Linked DNA regions of Pan troglodytes: regions 1 and 3 are each linked to region 2. The links are chromatin contacts, called in public HiChIP or PLAC-seq maps. All regions are on one chromosome and are shown on one strand. Each heading gives the region's core, a stretch centred on a gene start, on an enhancer-like site or on the middle of the called end of the contact. The rest is flanking DNA. Distances are from core to core; before and after follow the strand shown.

Region 1 (4,692 bases), core at 1,331-3,830, 150 kb after region 2:
GAGTAGCTGGGACTACAGGCGTGCGCCACCACACCCGGCTGTTTTGTATTTTTAGCAGAGACAGAGTTCCACCATGATGGCCAAGCTGGTCTCGAACTCCTGGCCTCAAGTGATCCACCCGCCTCGGGCTCCCAAAGTGCAGGAATTACAGGAGTGAGCCACCGCACCCAGTCAGGTTTCCTGTTAAGTGGCCTGAGATCTAGTTGTGAATGGCAGTCATGGCCAGACTCAGGAATTCAAAGCTTGACCTATTTTGTCTGAAGCTAATATTAATAATAAGAGAGATGTATTTGGCTTCATAACCCCTTTCCCTCCCGTCCCCCTCTTTCTTTCTGTAATCAAGGATAGAATTAGAAGTACCGAAGGCCGCAGAATTGCTTTAGGATTCAGAGCAGCTCCAAGGAATCTGTGTTTACGTATTATGTGTGTTTTTCCGTTTCCCTCCCTTTTTATGAGTGAGAAAAAAAAGCGCCTAAATTCCCACCAACATAAACCAATGACATACAATGATGAAATTCTGTTTTCACCTCTGCCTGTGACAGGGAATGCAAAAATAGCAAGTGGCCCAGTTCCACGAATCCCCGCCTCCTGCCCTCCCCGCTCCTGCCGGGTTGGATCTCTAAGAATGGAGGTTAGCGCACAGCCTCGCGCGGGCCGCTCAGCCCCCGGACCCGGCGGATGATGTCAGGCGACAGGAGCGGCCGCGGCCGGGCCGGGGAGGCCGCGGCCCAGGGGAGCTGGGAGGGAGGGTGGCCTCGCCAGGCCGACGGCGCGCCCGGCCGCGCGGCGTTGCCTGGAGACGGCCCTGGCGGCGCTGTGTTGCTGTAAACAGCCGCTTCCCTGTTACTATCTATAGCAGGATCTCCTGGCTCCCGGGCGCGGCGGCTGGAGGCAGGTCTGCGGTCCGGCTCCCCGCGCGCCCCGAACTATCCGCCCGCCGGCCTCATCCTGCCTCGCCCCTCTCCAGGTGCCCACCGCGGGCCCCGACCCCCGGGCCCGAAGAGTGGAGAAGGGAAGACCGGGGCTGTGCGGGGACATGCGTCTTCGCGCCCTGGAGGTGGCCAGCGCGCTGGGGCTGAGCCCCGGCAGCGTGACCCCGGCTGTCCTACGCAGCAGGGCAGGAGATTGGGAGGCGTGGCACACTCTGGAGCACCTTGCCTCCCCAAAGCCCCGTGTTCCAGGACGTGGAGCCGCGCCTGGGGTCCCAGCAGTCGAGGTATTCCGCCTAGGCGCAGCTGGACACTGTCCTTCCAGCCCCCGTCCTCCCCCCTCCAAGTCCGCGCTGGAAAATCACCCGCTGCGGGCTCCCGTAAGCACAGCTTCCTGGCGGGACCGAACCAGCCCCCAGCGCAGATTTGAGTTCCCCGCAGGAAGCACACCCCGCCTTGTCATCCCGAACTGACCACCCTGCCCACATAACCACACCTCGCACTCCCTACCCCTGGGGCCCAGCTCAGAACCGGGCAGACACCCCCTTCAAATGTCTTCGCACGTAGGTTTTGCACAGTGTTTATCTGCTGGTGTCTCAGGGATTTGACAGTTTCCTTAATATTCCCACACATGGCCGAGAAAAATAAATAAATAAACGCGCTGTCTTCTTTAAATAAATAAATAAATAAATAAAGTACCCAGTATCGTAAAGTAGGTTATCGTATTCTCTTATTTTGGATCCTCCACTTTCTGCTTCCAAACGCAGGAACAGTGCTAGTATTGCTCGAGCCCGAGGGCTGGAGGCTAGGGGATGAAGGTCTGCTTCCACGCTTTGCACTGAATTAGGGCTAGAATTGGGGATGGGGGTAGGGGCGCATTCCTTCGGGAGCCGAGGCTTAAGTCCTCGGGGTCCTGTACTCGAGGCCGTTTCTCCTATCTCTGAGCCTCAGAACTGTCTTCAGTTTCTGTACAAGGGTAAAAAGGCGCTCTCTGCCCCATCCCCCCCGACCTCGGGAACAAGGGTCCGCATTGAACCAGGTGCGAATGTTCTCTCTCATTCTGCGCCGTTCCCGCCTCCCCTCCCCCGGCCGCGGCCCCCGCCTCCCCCCGCACTGCACCCTCGGTGTTGGCTGCAGCCCGCGAGCAGTTCCCGTCAATCCCTCCCCCCTTACACAGGATGTCCATATTAGGACATCTGCGTCAGCAGGTTTCCACGGCCTTTCCCTGTAGCCCTGGGGGGAGCCATCCCCGAAACCCCTCATCTTGGGGGGCCCACGAGACCTCTGAGACAGGAACTGCGAAATGCTCACGAGATTAGGACACGCGCCAAGGCGGGAGCAGGGAGCTGCGAGCGCTGGGGACGCAGCCAGGCGGCCGCAGAAGCGCCCAGGCCCGCGCGTCACCCCTCTGGCGCCACCGTGGTTGAGCCCGTGACGTTTACACTCATTCATAAAACGCTTGTTATAAAAGCAGTGGCTGCGGCGCCTCGTACTCCAACCGCATCTGCAGCGAGCATCTGAGAAGCCAAGACTGAGCCGGCGGCCGCGGCGCAGCGAACGAGCAGTGACCGCGCTCCTACCCAGCTCTGCTCCACAGCGCCCACCTGTCTCCGCCCCTCGGCCCCTCGCCCGGCTTTGCCTAACCTCCACGATGATGTTCTCGGGCTTCAACGCAGACTACGAGGCGTCATCCTCCCGCTGCAGCAGCGCGTCCCCGGCCGGGGATAGCCTCTCTTACTACCACTCACCCGCAGACTCCTTCTCCAGCATGGGTTCGCCTGTCAACGCGCAGGTAAGGCTGGCTTCCCGCCGCCGCGGGGCCGGGGGCTTGGGGTCGCGGAGGAGGAGACACCGGGCGGGACGCTCCAGTAGATGAGTAGGGGGCTCCCTTGTGCCTGGAGGGAGGCTGCCGTGGCCGGAGGGTGCCGGCTCGGGGGCTCGGGACTTGCTCTGAGCGCACGCACGCTTGCCATAGTAAGAATTGGTTCCCCCTTCGGGAGGCAGGTTCATTCTGAGCAACCTCTGGTCTGCACTCCAGGACGGATCTCTGACATTAGCTGGAGCAGACGTGTCCCAAGCACAAAGTCGCTAACTAGAGCCTGGCTTCTCCGGGGAGGTGGCAGAAAGCGGCAATCCCCCCTCCCCCGGCAGCCTGGAGCACGGAGGAGGGATGAGGGAGGAGGGTGCAGCGGGCGGGTGTGTAAGGCAGTTTCATTGATAAAAAGCGAGTTCATTCTGGAGACTCCGGAGCGGCGCCTGCGTCAGCGCAGACGTCAGGGATATTTATAACAAACCCCCTTTCAAGCAAGTGATGCTGAAGGGATAACGGGAACGCAGCGGCAGGATGGAAGAGACAGGCACTGCGCTGCGGAATGCCTGGGAGGAAAAGAGGGAGACCTTTCATCCAGGATGAGGGACATTTAAGATGAAACGTCCGTGGCAGGATCGTTTCTCTTCACTGCTGCATGCGGCACTGGGAACTCGCCCCACCTGTGTCCGGAACCTGCTCGCTCACGTCGGCTTTCCCCTTCTGTTTTGTTCTAGGACTTCTGCACGGACCTGGCCGTCTCCAGTGCCAACTTCATTCCCACGGTCACTGCCATCTCGACCAGTCCGGACCTGCAGTGGCTGGTGCAGCCCGCCCTCGTCTCCTCCGTGGCCCCATCGCAGACCAGAGCCCCTCACCCTTTCGGAGTCCCCACCCCCTCCGCTGGGGCTTACTCCAGGGCTGGCGTTGTGAAGACCATGACAGGAGGCCGAGCGCAGAGCATTGGCAGGAGGGGCAAGGTGGAACAGGTGAGGAACTCTAGCGTACTCTTCCTGGGAATGTGGGGGCTGGGTGGGAAGCAGCCCCGGAGATGCAGGAGCCCAGTACAGAGGATGAAGCCACTGATGGGGCTGGCTGCACATCCGTAACTGGGAGCCCTGGCTCCAAGCCCATTCCATCCCAACTCAGACTCTGAGTCTCACCCTAAGAAGTACTCTCATAGTTTCTTCCCCAAGTTTCTTACCGCATGCTTTTAGACTGGGCTCTTCTTTGTTCTCTTGCTGAGGATCTTATTTTAAATGCAAGTCACACCTAGTCTGCAACTGCAGGTCAGAAATGGTTTCACAGTGGGGTGCCAGGAAGCAGGGAAGCTGCAGGAGCCAGTTCTACTGGGGTGGGTGAATGGAGGTGATGGCAGACACTTTTACTGAATGTCGGTCTTTTTTTGTGATTATTCTAGTTATCTCCAGAAGAAGAAGAGAAAAGGAGAATCCGAAGGGAAAGGAATAAGATGGCTGCAGCCAAATGCCGCAACCGGAGGAGGGAGCTGACTGATACACTCCAAGCGGTAGGTACTCTGTGGGTTGCTCCTTTTTAAAACTTAAGGGGAAAGTTGAAGATTGAGCATAAGGGCCCTTGAGTAAGACTGTGTCTTATGCTTTCCTTTATCCCTCTGTATACAGGAGACAGACCAACTAGAAGATGAGAAGTCTGCTTTGCAGACCGAGATTGCCAACCTGCTGAAGGAGAAGGAAAAACTAGAGTTCATCCTGGCAGCTCACCGACCTGCCTGCAAGATCCCTGATGACCTGGGCTTCCCAGAAGAGATGTCTGTGGCTTCCCTTGATCTGACTGGGGGCCTGCCAGAGGTTGCCACCCCGGAGTCTGAAGAGGCCTTCACCCTGCCTCTCCTCAATGACCCTGAGCCCAAGCCCTCAGTGGAACCTGTCAAGAGCATTAGCAGCATGGAGCTGAAGACCGAGCCCTTTGATGACT
Region 2 (4,548 bases), core at 1,487-3,986:
CTAAACTTGCCTCTAGTTTTATAAATTTAGACTTCCCTAGTGATTTTCACCTACCCTTTCTGGATAAGAAAAGTCATGCCCCCTTTTGCAACTCTATAATCTCCTCTCATACTTTTATGTATCCTGTAGCTCCTGATGTCTACTATCTTTTTTTTTTTTTTTTTTTTTTCAGAGATAGGGTCTCACTCTGTTGCCCAAACTAGAGTGCAGTCATAGCTCATTTCAGCTTTGAACTCCTGGGCTGAAGCAATCCTCCCACCTCAGCTTCCCCAGTAGTTGGGACTACAGGCACGCACTGCCACACTCAGCTAAAATTTTTTTTTTTTTTTTTTTAAGAGATGGGGTATCACTGTGTTGCCCAGGCTGGTCTAGAACTCCTGGCCTCAAGCGACCCGACCACCTTGGCCTCCCAGGTGTTGGGATTATAGGCATGAGCCACTGTGCCTCGCCTCATTCTTTGCTGACCCTGCTTCCTAGCCCAGGAGCATCTCCACCTATGTAACCCTCCCCATCCTTTTGAATGCCTCTGCCAAGCCTTTACAGTGTTTTTGAAAAGACTCTGATTAATCTTTTACTGTAACCATGTCTTTAATTTTTAGACCCCATACACTGAAATGATATTTGTCCATTCTTTTCATATCTCTACATATGCAACTTAATGCTATTTGTTTACTAACAATGGTCAACTTATTTTCCTACTGAAATATAAGCTTCTAGAGAAAAAGAGTGCTTCTGAACTTTTGTGAATTCACAGATCTAATAAATATTTGGTGATATGGATAACGCTATGCAATTTTTGGGAAGTGTAATCAAATTTAACTCAAAACCAACCCAGTAATCAAGTTCAAAAGGATAATAATAAAAAGGCAATGGGCAAGATGTGAGACTTCAGTTCTAGTCCAAGATTTACTTATAACTTAAGTGAGCAAGTCACTTAAGTATACTGTTTTGGTTTCTCTAACTAAAATATAGAAATAACAATCCTTATCTCCTCTTTCTCATTTTGAGTGCAAAAAAGAAAACAGACTACTAAGAATAACTAACTCTAACATCATACATTAACGTGGCATCAGGATAAAAAAGAACACTTAAAAATATTCTCTTGCAACCACTTCTCTCCTTCTCCATCTTTCAGCCTTAAAAGTATGCTGGCTTGGAACACACATCAGAACTGCAAATGGATTTCTGACGGATGAATCACCTTCAGCAACCCCAGCAAGTTCTCATTAAATGTTTACCCTAAAGTAAGATTTTATGATCAAATCCAGTGTATCGTTAGTTTTTGGAAGTAGAATAATCACTGCAGGGTTTTACACTAGTATATATTAACTTGGGATTCCGTGATCCATGGATCTCTCCAAAGGATGTGCATATGTGCAAATGTGTTGATGGAGGGGGTAAGATTACTTTGCTTAGGTTATCAAAGGGGTCCTTGTGCCCCCCAAATTAAGAACTAATGGCTTAGAATATACCAACAAAGTATTTCCCATGCATAAACCCTGCAGGATAAACACTGATAAAGAACCAACACACAAAGATCTTCCCAATGAGCTTCAAGAAAAGCTTCCAACTAAGTGATCACTGCTGAACTTAAAGATAATGACAAAAATAACGGAGTTGCCACGGGTGTGGGGATTTTGAAGCTATGCCCCCCCTCCTCACCCCAACCTTGGAGAACTATATATACAGCATGAGAGGAAGGAAGTTTTGGCAATACCTCACATTCGTATACCACTTTAATTTACAGAACAAGAGCCTTCGTTTGATTCTCAAGATAATCTTAAAAAAAAAAAGAAAAACATGATTTCAAGGTATTATCAGTAAGCCCATTTTACAGATGGGGAAACTAAAGCTCAAGAGACGGTTAGGTGACTTAGGACAATCAAAAATGACTAGTCAAACCAATGATCTAGCCAATTCCTAGTGCCGCTGAGTGGGAAGAGTGGTGAAGGCCCTAAGACATATACCCTGTGGGCGCCTAAAGCACTAAGCTCACGACGCTGGGAAAGCGGGGCCGAGAAGGAGGGACTCGGGGCGACCCGACAGCGCCAGACAGGGCGGCCGGTGCCGAGGGCCGCTACCTCGGTGCGGCGGTACAGCGTGGCTTCCCCGAAGGCGCCGCGACCCAGGACGCGGATGGGGATGTAGTGCAGCTCCTCCTGCTCCGCCGCGCCGCCGCCGGCTCGCGGCCCCTGACTGGCGCTAGGCCCCGGACTCGAGTCCCCGCAACCCCCGGACTCGCTCCCAAAGTCCGAGTTGATGGAATCGCAGTGTCGCTCGTACTCGCCCAGCACCGACATGGCGGCGACCGCGGGCCTTGGGGACCAGCCTGCGTATGCCCGGAGGCCCTGGCCGCGCTGCGTCCCGCTCGCTTCAGATGCCGGCCCGCGGATCCGTCAGCCCAGCAACCCCGCGAAGCTCCATGGTGGCTCCTGCCCCCCGACCCGGAAACAGTTCTCTGTGTTTCCGGCCTGGCTGAGTTTCCTCCGCCTTTGCTTGCGCGCTTGGCTAGTCTAGCGGCCAGGGCTTCCCGCGTTCGGGGAAGGCCTGCAAAGTGAGGCCTCGGGCTGGGGTTGGCGGGCGCGTGGTGGGAACCGCGTGGAACCGAAGGGCTCCCACGGGAACAAGGGCATCACTGACGGTACGGCCTCTCGGGTCTATTGACCCTTCTCTGCCTCCCCGGTCCGGACTCATACAACTTGGAGGTCCAGAGGTCGTCCAGTCTCATCTTGACGTCAGGTCTGTGACAGGAGGGTGATTGGGGAAGCATTCCCAGTGTACACCTTCTTCCCCATTCCAACGTTGGACAGCATTCTTTTTTAGAGAGATAGTATAGTAAAGATAATATGGCCGGGCAAGGTGGCTCACGCCTGTAATCTCAGCATGTTAGGAAGCCGAGGCGGGCGCATCACCTGAGGTCAGGCGTTTGAGACCAGCCTGGCCAACTGGTGAAACCCCGTTTCTGTAAAATACAAAAATTAGCCAGGCGTGGTGGCAGGCATCTGTAATCCCAGCTACTCCAGAGGCTGAGGCAGGTGAATCACTTGAACCCGGAAGGAGGAGGTTGCAGTGAGCCGAGATCGCGCCACTACACTCCAGCCTGGATGACAGAGCGAGACTTTGTCTCAAAAAGAAAAAAAAAAAAAAAAATATATATATATATATATGTATATAGACAGCCTAAATGTCTGCCTCTGGTCATCTCGGTCCCTGGGCCGAGTTCTTTCTCCCAGGGCCATCCTAAGTCCCTCCCTCTTCTACACAACTCCAAAAATATTTTAAGTCAACTCTCCTGACACTTTCCTTCTCCCCTGTCTCTTCTTCCAGATTCAATTTATTCTATGTGTTTTTCCAGATATTTGACCATATGATATCATGAAACATTCTTTGAGCACTTGGTGCCACACACTGTTTGGGAACAGGAAATCTGCAATAACGTTCTCCCTACCGTCAAGTAGGAAAACAGCAATACGGTGAACAATATGTGTTCCATCAGTTATGTGACCTTGGGCAATTATGTGACCTTGGGCAACTTCTCATCTCCAAGCTTGTTTTGTTGTGAGAATGTGGTCTACGTCACAGACATAACAGCTAACATTTATTGAGTGTTATGTTCTGGGTACTATGCTAAAGGTTTTTTACGTATTATCTCACATTATTATGTATTATCCTATGTATTATGTATTATCCTAACATTCCCATTTTACAGAAACAGAGGTACCTAAGTAACCTGCTTAATGTGACAGACCTAGTAAGAGGGAGCTGGGAAGTTGAACCCAGCAACCTGAAAAAGCAGGATGTGATGGGGCTAAGAGAAAGCCATGTGCCTAGCCGGGCGTGGTGGCTCACACTTGTAATCCCAGCACTTTGGGAGGGCCGATCACTTGAAGCCTGGAGTTCGAGTTCAGCCTGGCCAACATGGTGAAAACCCGTGTCCACTAACAATACAAAAATTAGCCGGGTGTGCACACACCTGTAATCCCAGCTACTTGGGACGCTGAGGCACAAGAATTGCTTGAACTGGGGAGGCGGAGGTTGCGGTGAGCCAAGATCATGCCACTGCACTCGAGCCTGGGCAACAGAGTGAGAACCTGTCTCAAATAAATACATAAAAATAAATTGTGTCATATCGATTTGTGAAAAGTTCCTACTTTAAGAGAGCTTACATGTAACAGAAAACCACCAGGCAATTAAAACAGTTTCTATAAGGGCTATTAAAGTGCAAGATTCTAGAGAGGCATTTAGGAGTGGCATCTGTCCAAGCCAAACTTGCTGTGTGAGTGCAGGAATATACAAAATGTTAAGTCTAAACAAAGTAGAGAGATCATTTCAGGTAGAGGCCATTCCATCTACATCCTCCTATTAATTAGAAGGCACTTTGAGGATAGGTATTGCCTCTTGTTTATCTAGATAAACTCCGAGTTTAGTTTGGCTTAAATCTGTTAATTCTATTAACTGTTAATTCTGTTATTCTCGATTAACTCTGTTAAACAGAAAAGATGCTCAATAAATTGTTTCTCAGTTGAATGGGAAAAAACCAATTACTTA
Region 3 (4,387 bases), core at 1,458-3,957, 190 kb after region 2:
TCTTTTTAAAAATTGTCCTCTTAATGCTTTAGGCACCTAAGAGAGATGCAATTATTTTTACTTTGGAGAGGCTTAAAAGAGCCACTGATTTCCTATAGCTCATGATTCTGCAGATCAGGGATGAAGGCAGGACTTGGCTGGGAATTTTTCTGCTGATTACAGCAATGACTGAGATCCTCCGTGGTATTCAGCGGCAGGATGAACTGGTCTGGGGGGTCTGAGATGGCTTCACTCACATGGCACAGAAGTAATTTTACATTTTGTGTGGTTATTTGACCATTGTCTGTCTCCCTTACTAGTCCAGAGGCTCCCAAAGGGCAGGGATTGTGTCTTTCTTGCCTATCATTTTATCCCTAGTGCCTAGCACAGTGCTGACCCATTAGAGTGTTTAATAAATATGTGTTAACTGACTCAATGATGTGATTCTTTATTTTTTATTTTTTATTTTTTTTTGAGATGGAGTTTTGCTCATGTTGCCCAGGCTGGAGTGCAATGGCACAATCTTGGCTCCCTGCAACCTCCACCTCCTGGGTTCAAGCAATTCTCCTCCCTCAGCCTCTTGAGTAGCTGGGATTACAGGCATGCGCCACCATGCCTGGATAATTTTGTATTTTTAGTAGAGACGGGGTTTCTGCATGTTGGTCAGGCTGGTCTTGAACTCCCAACCTCAGGTGATCTGCCTGCCTTGGCCTCCCAAAGTGCTGGGATTACAGACATGAGCTACTGTGCCCGGCAATGATGCGATCTCTCTCTTTCTTTCTCCTTTCCTTTCCTTTCTTTTCCTTTCTTTTCTTTTCCTTCTTTCTTTCTTTTTCTTTTTTCGGAGTTTTGCTCTTTTGCCCAGGCTGGAGTGAAGTGGTACGATCTCAGCTCACTGCAACCTCTGCCCCCTGGGGTTCAAGTGATTCTTCTGCCTCAGCCTCCCAAGTAGCTGGGATTATCAGTGCCCACCACCACACCCGGCTAATTTTTGTATTTTTAGTAGAGATGGGATTTTGTCATGTTGGCCAGGCTGGTCTTGAACTCCTGACCTCAGGTGATCCGCCCGCCTTGGCCTCCCAAAGTGCTGGGATTAGAGACATGAGCCACCGCACCCGGCCTATGATGCAGTTCTTATGAAAAGTGTTGGGATCATCAGAAAAAAGGCATAGGTGGGAGTTGATGAGGATAGTAGCTCAGTAAGTATGCAAATTGAGCTAAGCCCTTTATAACCTGGCTGTTGGTATTATTTATCCCCATTTTACAGATGAGGAGCTGAGGCTGCTGTTACACAGCTTCAAAGGTTGATGCACAAGAAACATCTTTTTTTTTTTTTTTTGAGAGACAGAGTCTTGCTCTGTCACCCAGGCTGGAGTGCTGGAATGCAGTGGCATGAGCCTCTGCCTCCCGAGTTCAAGCAATTCTCCTTCCTTAGCCTACTGAGTAGCTAGGACTACAGGTGCACGCCACCACGCCCAGCTAATTTCTTTTGTATTTTAGTAGACATGGGGTTTCACCATGTTGCCCAGGCTGGGCTTGAATTCCTGAGCTCAGGCAATCCGCCTGCCTCGGCCTCCCAAAGTGCTAGGATTACAGGTGTGAGCCACCGCGCCAGGCCAGAAACATCTTTTTTGTATCTCAAAGGAGATGGCTGGGTGCGGTGGCTCATGCCTGTAATCTCAACTCTGGGAGGCCGAGGTGGGCGGATCCATTGAGGCCAGGAGTTTGAGACCAGCCTGGCCAACATCTCTACCAGAAATACAAAAATTAGCTGGGCGTGGTGGCGGGTGCCTGTAATCCCAGCTACTTGGGAGGCTGAGGGAGAAGGCGGAGGTTGCAGCGGGCCGAGATCGCGTCACTGCACTCCAGCCTGGGCGACAGAGTGAAACAAAACAAAACAAAAATTTTAAGCACAGCAATAACTTGCTTGGTCCCTGATAGTCCTGGGAGTAAATTCAGGATTATCGAGGACCAAGCAAGTTATTAAAATTGATTATTTGGGAGATAAAAACCCGATGAAATAGCAAAAGGGTAGACGCCATGTTTTCAAATTAGTCACAAATATTCTGGATTCTTGCTTCTACAGTTATCCGAATAAAAGCAGCAAAACCACCCCAAAATTTGAGGTGAACATTACTTGGATGTCTGTCACCACATTCACCTAAAGCTGTTCCTTAACATCCACATACTTGTTTGTTTTTCTTCCTGGATTTATTTATTTTTGATGTTTCTACACACCTGGACTGCTCTCTGACATGGTATGCTTCTTTCGTTTTATCAAGTAACAGGCTGGCCTTTAGTCACAAGTGTGGCATTCGGGAAGCCAACATGGTTTAGTGATAGGGTTCTTGTTGGGTGTGCAGATTGGGGCATTTCGCAGATTATCTGATGCTCAGTCTCTCTATGGGCTCTGCCTTGCCTAAAGGGCAAGTGTGTGTTCATCAAACAGGGCTTCTTTAGGCCTTGTTACTGTGATGGGGGAAATACTCCAAAGTGCCAGGAAATCCTGCCCGGGCAGGGAGCAGGACTTCTCAGTATCCCAGGGATTCGGATCTCAGCCCCCTGCAGCCAATCAGCAAAGGAGCTGTTTCAAACTGACAAGCAAAACAAAGCCCAACAAAAGCAGCTGGAGCCCAAACAAACAGAGTTGGGTGAGGTTGGGAAGGGGAGTCAGGTCTGGCGTCATCCGGCTCCAGGCCAGGCTGTTGCCATGGTGACAGCCAGTCCGTTTACCAGCGGGCAGCAGAGCCAGCTTTCTGAGGGGGAAGCCCAAGGAGGGGAGGAGGAGCAGGGGTGCCCCAGGGGAGCCTGCGCTTCTCCAAGTTACAGAAACCCATAGAGAAGGCTCGGCCACTTCCAGGGAGCAGTGCCTTCTCTCAGGAGCTGGGCAGGCAGCCCGGGGGGCAGTGGGCTGGGAGAAGCCGGCCTGAGAGGGACGGAAGTGTCCACTGAACAGGCAAAGAGGCCTCTGGGAAGGCTAGAAGGCTTTCTGGGCAGAACGGATTTGCAGCTGTGTTGGCTTTCTGGGCAAAAGATGAATTGAAGTAAATCACAGAGTGTTTTAAAATAAAAAACTCCCCCAAACCACACACACACACACACACACACACACACACACACACACACGCCAATGGAGGAGAGAGAGGGCTTTGGGAACCTCAGCGGTGGAACACGGAAATACCTTATATTCTTCTCCAGGAGCATTTTTTTTTTTCTACTCTGATGATGACAACTCAAGTAATTACCTGCAAGACAAGAAGAATGAACAACAGTCAATGCAAAATGTTAGAAAACATCTGCTTTGCAGGGCTTGTCTATCAAAGCCCGGCTCTGTGCCTGAATGGTGTTCAGGTCCCTGAAGGTGGGCCGCTTTAGGATATAGACACTCTTTCTGGCCAACGGGCAATATGAGCCAAAACAAATGCAGTGGAAGAAAGAATCTTGGCATCTTCCTCCAGAAATCTTGCTGCAAAAGTGTCTATCACACAGAAGGAAAAATAGCTTATGATTCTACTCATGTGAGCTTCCTAGAGTAGTCAAATTCAAACAGACAGAAAGTAGAGGGGTGATTGCCAGAGGCCGAGGGGAGGGGAAAATGGGGAGTGAGTATTTAATGAGTATGAAGTTTCAATTTGGGAAGATGAAACGTTCTGGAGATGATGGTGATGAGAGTTGCACAACAATGCGAATGTACTTAATGCCACTCAACTGTAGACTTTAAAAGTTTCAAACAGTAAACTTTGTTATGTATATTTTACCATGATAAAAATAAATATGTCTGTCAGTAAAGACTGTCTTCTTGCTGCAGCAGGAAATGGTGTTGGCTTGAAGGCCAGCATCGAGGGCACATGGGTTCACCTCTTTGAACCTCAGCTGTGTCATCCATCAAATGGAACTTACACTATCTTCCTTACTGCCAACTGTGAAGAGTGGATATGAATGCATTTAGTGAACAGAAATGCACCATAAGAATGTAATTTTTTTTTTTAATTTGAGATGGGGCCTCCCAAAATGTTGGGATTATAGGCATGAGCCACTGAGCCTGGCCAAGAATATAAAATGTGATTAAAGTATTATTTCAAAATTCATTGTTATGGTACCCAAATGCCAAGAGGCAAAAGGAAAGGAGAAAGGGAGAGTTTTGGAGGAAACTAAGGAAAGGGTTATTTATATCTGGCATTTCTAGGAATTGGAAAATACCCAAATACCGTAGGAGAGTTGGAGAGAATTTTGGGCTCGTGCTCAGGGGCCTGAAGGTAAGACCAACTTGGACTATCATGGCAATTTAAAATACTTCTCCCTTTTGCTCTGCCTAAATTGAGAAACAGGTTAAGCCCACCCATCAAGAGGAAATGAAACAAAATGAAATAATGTCAAAACATCACCTCTCAAATTTCATGAAGGGAAA

The links. HiChIP or PLAC-seq counts read pairs in DNA pulled down with a chosen protein or histone mark.
Region 1: a contact with region 2 is called in an H3K4me3 HiChIP or PLAC-seq map of stem cell-derived excitatory neurons, with 2.5 times the contacts expected there. The contact joins the promoter of FOS here to the promoter of NEK9 in region 2. A contact is called at or near these places in 2 of 7 Hi-C or Micro-C datasets (induced pluripotent stem cells and stem cell-derived neural progenitor cells), 1 of 1 datasets of contacts at active chromatin or transcription factors (stem cell-derived excitatory neurons) and 1 of 1 other capture datasets (stem cell-derived neural stem cells).
Region 3: a contact with region 2 is called in an H3K4me3 HiChIP or PLAC-seq map of stem cell-derived excitatory neurons, with 4 times the contacts expected there. The contact joins the enhancer-like site here to the promoter of NEK9 in region 2. A contact is called at or near these places in 7 of 7 Hi-C or Micro-C datasets (blood, induced pluripotent stem cells, a lymphoblastoid cell line and 2 more) and 1 of 1 datasets of contacts at active chromatin or transcription factors (stem cell-derived excitatory neurons).

The regions. Positions count from the first base shown.
Region 1 is chr15:73,229,046-73,233,737 of NHGRI_mPanTro3-v2.0_pri, forward strand. It overlaps FOS (Fos proto-oncogene, AP-1 transcription factor subunit), which reads left to right and starts at 2,581. Exons shown (of 4, transcript NM_001098421.1): 1 at 2,581-2,721; 2 at 3,474-3,725; 3 at 4,157-4,264; 4 at 4,380-4,692. The coding sequence starts at 2,581.
Region 2 is chr15:73,075,041-73,079,588 of NHGRI_mPanTro3-v2.0_pri, forward strand. It overlaps NEK9 (NIMA related kinase 9), which reads right to left and starts at 2,737. Exons shown (of 22, transcript XM_016926437.4): 1 at 2,082-2,737. The coding sequence starts at 2,300.
Region 3 is chr15:73,260,779-73,265,165 of NHGRI_mPanTro3-v2.0_pri, forward strand. No RefSeq gene overlaps it. Among named protein-coding and RNA genes, the nearest start is that of FOS, 31 kb to the left of the region's middle. Within about 2 kb of position 2,708, at least 18 of the 24 cell types and tissues checked have an H3K27ac peak or open chromatin away from gene starts, as enhancers often do. A contact at or near this core is called in induced pluripotent stem cells, stem cell-derived excitatory neurons and stem cell-derived neural progenitor cells, where this site is marked.